Regions from separate parts of the Mus musculus genome. Here region 1 is linked to region 2. A link is a contact called in public HiChIP or PLAC-seq data. All regions are on one chromosome and are shown on one strand. Each heading gives the region's core, a stretch centred on a gene start, on an enhancer-like site or on the middle of the called end of the contact. The rest is flanking DNA. Distances are from core to core; before and after follow the strand shown. Region 1 overlaps Aox2 (aldehyde oxidase 2). Region 2 overlaps Spats2l (spermatogenesis associated, serine-rich 2-like).

Region 1 (3,525 bases), core at 543-3,042, 450 kb before region 2:
GATTCTTTAAGGAATTAGGGCAGGATGCATGCAGTAGGAGTCTCTCACGTCCCCCTATTGGGAACTCGTTGTAACCCAATGACTTAGAATAGGGGTGGGATTGCCCGACAGAGAGCGGCTGGTTGCCAGTAATGTGGTTCTAGAGGGAAGAGTGTCTTGACTCTTACAAAGAGCATCCTGGGAAATGCCAAGACTTCTTGTGAAAGTAAACAGATGCTAGAGGAGCTTGGGGGAACCTCCACTGTACTTACTGTCCCCTCTGTTGCAAATCATGGTCAACAATCTCAAGCTCTGGGGATGTCCCAGAGTTTTCGGGAAAATGACTCTAAACATATCTTTCTGCATAAACACACACACACACACACACACACACACACACCCCTCATGACTGTTTATTGAAGGCTTTTACCCATGTTAGTGTTATTTCATCTCCGTGACAATTGTATTAAAAGTTATAATCTGAATTTTGGCATTTTGCCCACCAGGAAAGGGAAGCAGGGCAGAACCGGACCCAACTGCCCTCCTGTCTCCCTCACATCTGCTTCAGTGCTCTCCTTGCCAGGAGAGGAACCTGAGGACACAGGAGAACTGAGCTGCAGGGTGTGGGGTGCAGGCGCATAGAGGAGAGAGAGAATCACAGACATTGGAGGGTTGACAGGTCTGGTTCCCTCTTAACACCCCCACCCCCACCGACCTTTCTATGGAAAGGTGCTTAACCTTTCTAAAGAGTAAGTGGAGATAATGCTTATTTTGGAGGGTAATTGTGATGATTAGATGAAATGGCCTGACATTTGTCATTTCCCACTCCTTGTCTCCCCCCCCCCCCCCCCATCTTTCTGAGGCCTTGAGAGGTTCCAGAAAGCACACATGGTTATTCCTTGTACGGACTCTCTGTACCCCTGCAGGGTGAGGTAACAGTGGACCAATTGGTTTCTTGTGTGAGAAGTAGCTTGGGCAGTACTTGGGGCCAATGATTTGGTTCTAAAACCTAGAAAAAAAGATTTCACGTGAGAATCAAAGTTGCCAGACAGTGAATCAACAGGCAGAAATGAAAAGTTCTAAACAGGCTCAACAGCAAGACTTAACCGTTGTCCAAATGAAAAATGGTCAGAGAGTAAGAGGTAGAGGTGGTCCTAGGCAGACACCTGGTCTGTCACCCAGCAGGGACACCCCTGTGAACTGCCGTGTCACTGAGCACTCAGCCTTCTCCACAGAATGTGTGACTGTGAGGAAAGGATGGGGTTTTACTTTATAGTTGTGTTTCTCCTTAGGAGTAAATACCGAGGAACATTCTAGCTTAAACACAACCCTTGGTGTTTGGCTTCATTAAGTCAAGTGGTACCTAGCGCCCGACCTGAGGGTGCTCAACCCGAATGCCTGAGTCTGCAAGGTGGGGAATGGACTTTGGGATGTGTTGACTCTTCCAAGTGTTGATCTTCCTCGAGTCACTTTGGGGGTGTGTAGCTCGCCTCCTCGGGTAACACCTCTTTATTCCACCGCACCCCTTCTTTAGACTAAAGAAAGGGTATCAGCGGGAGGTGCTTGTGGACAGGTGGGTCTGAAGGACACAGACACACACAAAGAGGATGAGAGGCAGTTTTTTCTCAGGCCGGCTCTGAGCTCTTTCACAGCCTAAGAGGTGTTAGCTGGGATCTTATTAACCTCTCTATTCGACCCCTGTGAGAACAGGATGGTGGATCTTTTAAAAAGGAATGTCTGTCAGATGATAGTGCCACAGGCTGGAATGCTGCAGTGGACTTAGCTTGCCAGCTGACAGTGCTGTCTCTGTCTCAGCTCAGGGACCGAGGACGGCTGTGTGAGCAGGGACAGCTTTAGAACTTGTTTCTAACCACGGAGGTGACCTCATGCAGTCGATGCTTTTCTGCCATCTAAGAGGTTTTTGTTTCCCTTTTGTTCCGGCCTTTCTAGTCTGAAGTCTATGAAGGGGAAGGTCCGATTGTGATTGCTGAATGAGCAACTATGCTCACTACATACCTGCAAACTGCGGGGCTTCCTGCAAGTGCTGGGAAGGTTGCAAACAAAGCGGGAGCCGTCCATCAAATGCCTATGCATGCTCGGCGCTGCCAGAGCTAGGTGGGCGTTAAGCAATGCACAGAGAGAGAACAAAACAGACCGAGGGACTCACATCACTTTTGCTTCCCGATGAGTCACTTTCCTTCTGATCCAAGCAACACTGTCCTGTTCCTTTCTGTGGACAACCGTCTGGCTCCTGAGGACATGAAGTGCTGTATGTGAATAATACTTTTTATAGGCAAATAAGGTCGTGCCCTGAAGGTTTGAACAATCTATACGAGACTTCAGACTCTGAAGCCACCTTCTACTTACAGGGATAGCACAAGGCTGATCTTGCTTTGCTTATTTACTTATTTTATGAGGTAGTTTATGAAACACATACCATATAAACAAGTAATATAAAATAGCACAATGTGCAGAAATGTAAAGAAACACCCACTGCCCAGGTCACTGGCATTTTGACATATTTGGGATTATATTGTATTTATATCATATCTATGCTGTACTCAGTAGATGAACACCATTCATTGAAAGTACATATCTGAGCTATTTTAGAGTAATGACTAGTGGTAAAATACATTTTTTAAATGGTATTTTTCAGGACAACCATGATACAGCCACTACAGCGCATACATATTTTGGGACATTGCTCATTTAATTCATATGGAACCTTTACGGAAGGGGAATGCAGCTGGGTGAGTTATGGCAGTTTTTAAGTGGTCCCTGCTTGCAGCTCATCCGTTTCTGTTTCTTGCAACCCCACTCCTTGTACCTGCTTCCTCAGGTGGTCTCTCCTGTCTTGCAAAGCACTTCCTCCCAACTGTTTGAATTCCCTGTCCTTTCCCCATATCTTTTGCTGCTACTTGCTGACTCTGTCCAAGAAGCAAAAGCAGCTGGCAGAGCAACCAGCCCTTCCTCTCCCACCATAAGCTCTTAGAGTCCCCAGGATGGACGTGGGTCGATGGAGGCTGAAGAAAATCGTGCTTCTTTGGGTTCAGTGGGTAATAAAAACCTGTGTCCTACCTGGGGCTGGGTTTCTTTCACCTAATGTAGCATGAGACTGGCTGGCAACAGGGTGAGCTATTGGAACTCATTTTGGACTTTATCTCCAGCACCTGTGTTCCAGGAGCGGCAGGTAGTACCTACACTCTTAGGGAAAGGAGTTAATTTAGCACTCTTGCTGGTATCTCATGCTTCCCCACTTACAGCAGCAATCAGCTGAGTGTACAGTCTCTTTATTCCACTTTTTAGTGTGTCAACTCTGGCTCCCTCACGGGGCAATAGAAATCTGGGACACACATGACCAGAATACCCTCCTGGCTTTGGGACACACCCACTGTATATTTCCAGGTCTACCTCTACGGCATGTGGAACTGAGGCAGGAGCACATACAGAGATGTTAGCCTGTGGCTTCTGCTTTCTCTTTCTATATGGCTCTGTAGTGGCTGCATATGCTCCTGTGAATACTCCAGCCCAGTGTCTGCTCTTTCT
Region 2 (3,675 bases), core at 368-2,867:
ATATCTAAATACTTATCCTTTAGCTCACAGGAAAGGGCCTTCTCTCATCCTTCATCAAAGATGCTTCTTTGTGCAGCAAATGGAGATCATTATAGAAAGCTACAACTGGTCACAATGAAGAGATCAATTGGGGGTAGGATGCCCAGCCCCAGTTAATACATTCATAGCACAACCCCTGCACTGACAGCTCAGGGAACACGGCAGAAGATGAGGCAGAAGAACTGTCAGAACTAGAGGGCCAGGATATCTGCTGCAAGGTAGGGTCTTCTTAACAAACATTTTTGAAGAGGACCTCAAATGGAGGTGGGGTGTAGGGAAGATTATGATCAAGATATGCTATATGAGATTCTCAAAGAATTAGTTAAAGTATATATTTAAAAAATAAAGTGTAGCTTAAGATTTATTTTGTTGGTAATCATATCAATCTACTCACTGGCCATAATGATCCCACAGCCCAAATCTCCAAGACCTGGCCATGTCATGGACTCTTTCCCTTGGCAGTTGACATTTTTGGTAATTGAAGTGCATGAGTTTATATTTGGCCCGTATTCATTTGGCATATTTTTCAGGTCTATTAGGGTTTTTTTGGGGGATCAGAGCTATAACTTTCCACTTTAGTTGTCCATTTCATTCTGGTCATTCGCAAGCTGACGGATGTCATTTAAGTCACTTACACCGTTAAGTAGACAGCTTGGGCTTGAATCAAGTTTGCTACTTAGAAGCTGTCTAACCTTGAGGACATGAGCTGTTCTGATTTACTTCATTAGAAAGTGAGGACAAAGGAGTGTCAATTGCACAGGACTGGCATGGAGACAAGAGGAGAGGGATCACAGGAAGCTGGGGACACAGGTTCAGTGACAGTCTGCTTCTGCCATTGTTTCTAGTAGTTCACCATTTGCACCATTGATAAAAAATAGTCCATGTCCACAAAGGTGTCCTCTGCAGCCACGCTGACTCTCGGCCTGGGAGTCAATTTGCTGTTGATATTCATCCCGCATACTGGCAGTATGGAATCCTGAGGTGTTGAGAAAATGACCTTGATGAAAATGTGCACGCACCAATCTGCCACGTTTTCTTCATTTCTCATTTTAGTCCAGTTATTTTACTCAACAGGAGAATGCCTTAGTCCTGTTAACTTCCTCTGTGTGTCTAACGACCATCACACTGTTTTCCAAGTGCTCTCTGTCTTTGTAATAATTCATAACATCTGGATGAAATTTTATATTCTCTCTTTTTGACCCACTCCACACTTTGGATTTCTTCCTGAAATCCTCCCAGAAAACCAGCTGGGGTAGACCTGTAACAGGTATGCAAGGGGTACATCAGCACTTTAACAGGAGCCACCACCCATGATGGGTGTCACATGCTAGCTGCTGAAAGGGCCTCAGATCCCATACATCCTTCATTCTCCTCAGTAGCCCCGTTAGCAGCAAGAATGACAGGAGCTCTAAGGGGCAGAGGGGCTTCAGTCTTTTGTCTTTCTCACCCAAAGTCTTTGTCCCCTTTTGATTCTTTTCTCTACAACAATAAAACAAAATCCTGTAATAAGAAAATACAACAGAAACAGCATTCTACTTCCGACAGAAACAGTAGTAATGATGTCGTGATGTAACACACTTGATGTCACGTGCATTCCATTTCCTGTATTTGGCTTATTTTGTCAACCTCATTTCCTGCAAGATAGTTCCTTGCCAGATTTTAAAATTTCTATTGTTATTTTAGAATTTCTTACATATGTTGACATACCGGATCCCATAGGTCTACTGAAGGTATTCTGAGGGAATCTGCTGGCTCTGTGGTATTCCTTGCACACTTCTTTAAAGGCTCACTTTGGTTGTGAGTTAACACAACTGTGCCATTTGCAGCCATCTCTCTTCTCCTTTTTTAAATGATCATAGTTTGAATTCTGCCCATTCAAAGAATCACAGAATGCCAGACTGTTAGTGTGCATACGGTGTGAGAGTATGAGTCATCTCTGATGCCTGGAACAGACCTCATGCTTATAGCATCAAAGGCTCATTGTTGTTTCTTGATTGGTTTTATACCATATAACTTAAGGGTTTCCGCTGTACTTTCTGTAGTATTTGTCAAGGAAGCAACAAACCGGTAATAGAGATACAGTATTGCTGTTTGAAGCTTAAAGTTCCACAGCGAACAGGATGGGAACAAGAACAATTGCATGCAGCACAATGCTGGATTTGTCAGGGCACGTTTGAGGAAGTTCTGGGGAGTACAGAAGGGCCTAATCTGAATATTAGGGGCTGAGTTTCTATTTCTCTTTTAGCCTCTCAAAATCTAAGAGGCTATCTCCTGCTTCTCTGAAACACTTGGGCTGTATCCATCATCTGGTTCATGGTTATCACAAAAGCTAAAAGCTAAACTGATGGCTAGACATCCAGTGCGTATTTATTGAATAAATGGATAAAACTTCCTCTACCAGCCAATCTTTTTTTGGTTAAAATTAGATCCAAATAGCAGCTTCCTTCATTTCCTTTCCTTTCCTAGAGATGAAAATGTCAGAGAGGCAAATTGGTATCTGGGACCCTGTTTTCATTTAAACAGGAATAAGACTTGGAGCAGGTGTCCAAGTAGCTTAAGTCTTTCATTACTCTGACTTATTACCCCTGTGCCATTTTTGTATGCTATATCAAAAAGTAAATTCTCCAATGCTTGGTTTGGCTGAAGAGTCTAAAGTTCGTTTATTCACTCAAAACCCCTTATTAAGTGTTTACTAAGCATGAAGGGTGGTTCTGGGCGTGGTGATTTTTTCTTCCTTTTTACTTCAACAAGTCTGTGTCTCTTGGCTTCTGGGTCCTCAACTCTCTGAGGCAGGTGTGAATCACTGTTTCTTGTGAAGAACCCATTGCACTTGTCCAGCGCCTTCTCTTTGGTCCATTACAAACTCGACCATCAGCTGACCTTGTACTTCAATGGAGATTAGTTAAATCCAGGTTTCTCAGTGTTTTGATAATGGCAATAGTTTTGCTATGTATTTTAAAATATCAAACTAAGTATAGTAAATTTAAAACTCAGGGATAATAGAAAAAGGAACACATTATTCCTAACGCACATCCCTCATCATCCCCGTCAATTAAAAATCATTTGCTTGAATAATTGAAATAAGTAACCTTTTGAAAGAATAGAGCCAACTTTGCAATATCATCCTGTCAATCATTGATGTTGCTGTTACCTTTCAGGATTGGAGCTTAAACTGTACATTTCTATATGCAACATAAAAATAGGAATCAGCAGCCAAGCATCCTACCCTCTGTTATCCTAGCACCCAGGTGAGACAAGACCTTCAGGATGTCAGGGCAGCCTCCATTACATAGCGTTCCATGCAAGCCTGAGCTACAGGAGACCTCATATCGAAATAAAATAAAAAGGGAAGAAAGGAATTCCTTTTGAAGATGAGGGCACATAAATATGAACATTACTTTCTTAATTTTCTTAGCCTACTTTTAGTAATTTACTGAAAATAACCAAACACAGAAGCTCCTTCACAGGACATTGCAGTCTGTTTTCAATACAAGATAAAGACAAAACCGAGCTCTCCTTTTTTCTTGGAAGGCCTAGCTTTTCATCAAGGTTTTTCTACCAAGTACCTGAGTCATCAAATCATTTTTTATTGGCTGTGATTTGATTGCAGAAAAACAATAAATCCATTTGTCTTTA

Evidence for each region. HiChIP or PLAC-seq counts read pairs in DNA pulled down with a chosen protein or histone mark.
Region 1: an H3K4me3 HiChIP or PLAC-seq map of bone marrow-derived macrophages shows a contact between it and region 2, with 5 times the contacts expected there. The contact joins two enhancer-like sites. A contact is called at or near these places in 5 of 39 promoter capture datasets (the 3T3-L1 cell line, the HPC-7 cell line, HPC-7-derived erythroid cells and 1 more), 1 of 115 datasets of contacts at active chromatin or transcription factors (bone marrow-derived macrophages) and 1 of 9 other capture datasets (embryonic stem cells).

The regions. Positions count from the first base shown.
Region 1 is chr1:58,288,613-58,292,137 of GRCm38.p6, reverse strand. It overlaps Aox2 (aldehyde oxidase 2), which reads right to left. Exons shown (of 36, transcript NM_001008419.2): 7 at 2,147-2,230. Gm15759 (a long non-coding RNA gene) reads left to right here. Exons shown (of 3, transcript XR_865437.3): 3 at 2,636-2,723. Among named protein-coding and RNA genes, the nearest start is that of Aox2, 12 kb to the right of the region's middle. Within about 2 kb of position 1,792, at least 18 of the 459 cell types and tissues checked have an H3K27ac peak or open chromatin away from gene starts, as enhancers often do. A contact at or near this core is called in bone marrow-derived macrophages, where this site is marked.
Region 2 is chr1:57,835,408-57,839,082 of GRCm38.p6, reverse strand. The region is part of intron 3 of Spats2l (spermatogenesis associated, serine-rich 2-like); the gene reads right to left. Among named protein-coding and RNA genes, the nearest start is that of Spats2l, 62 kb to the right of the region's middle. Within about 2 kb of position 1,617, at least 12 of the 459 cell types and tissues checked have an H3K27ac peak or open chromatin away from gene starts, as enhancers often do. A contact at or near this core is called in bone marrow-derived macrophages, where this site is marked.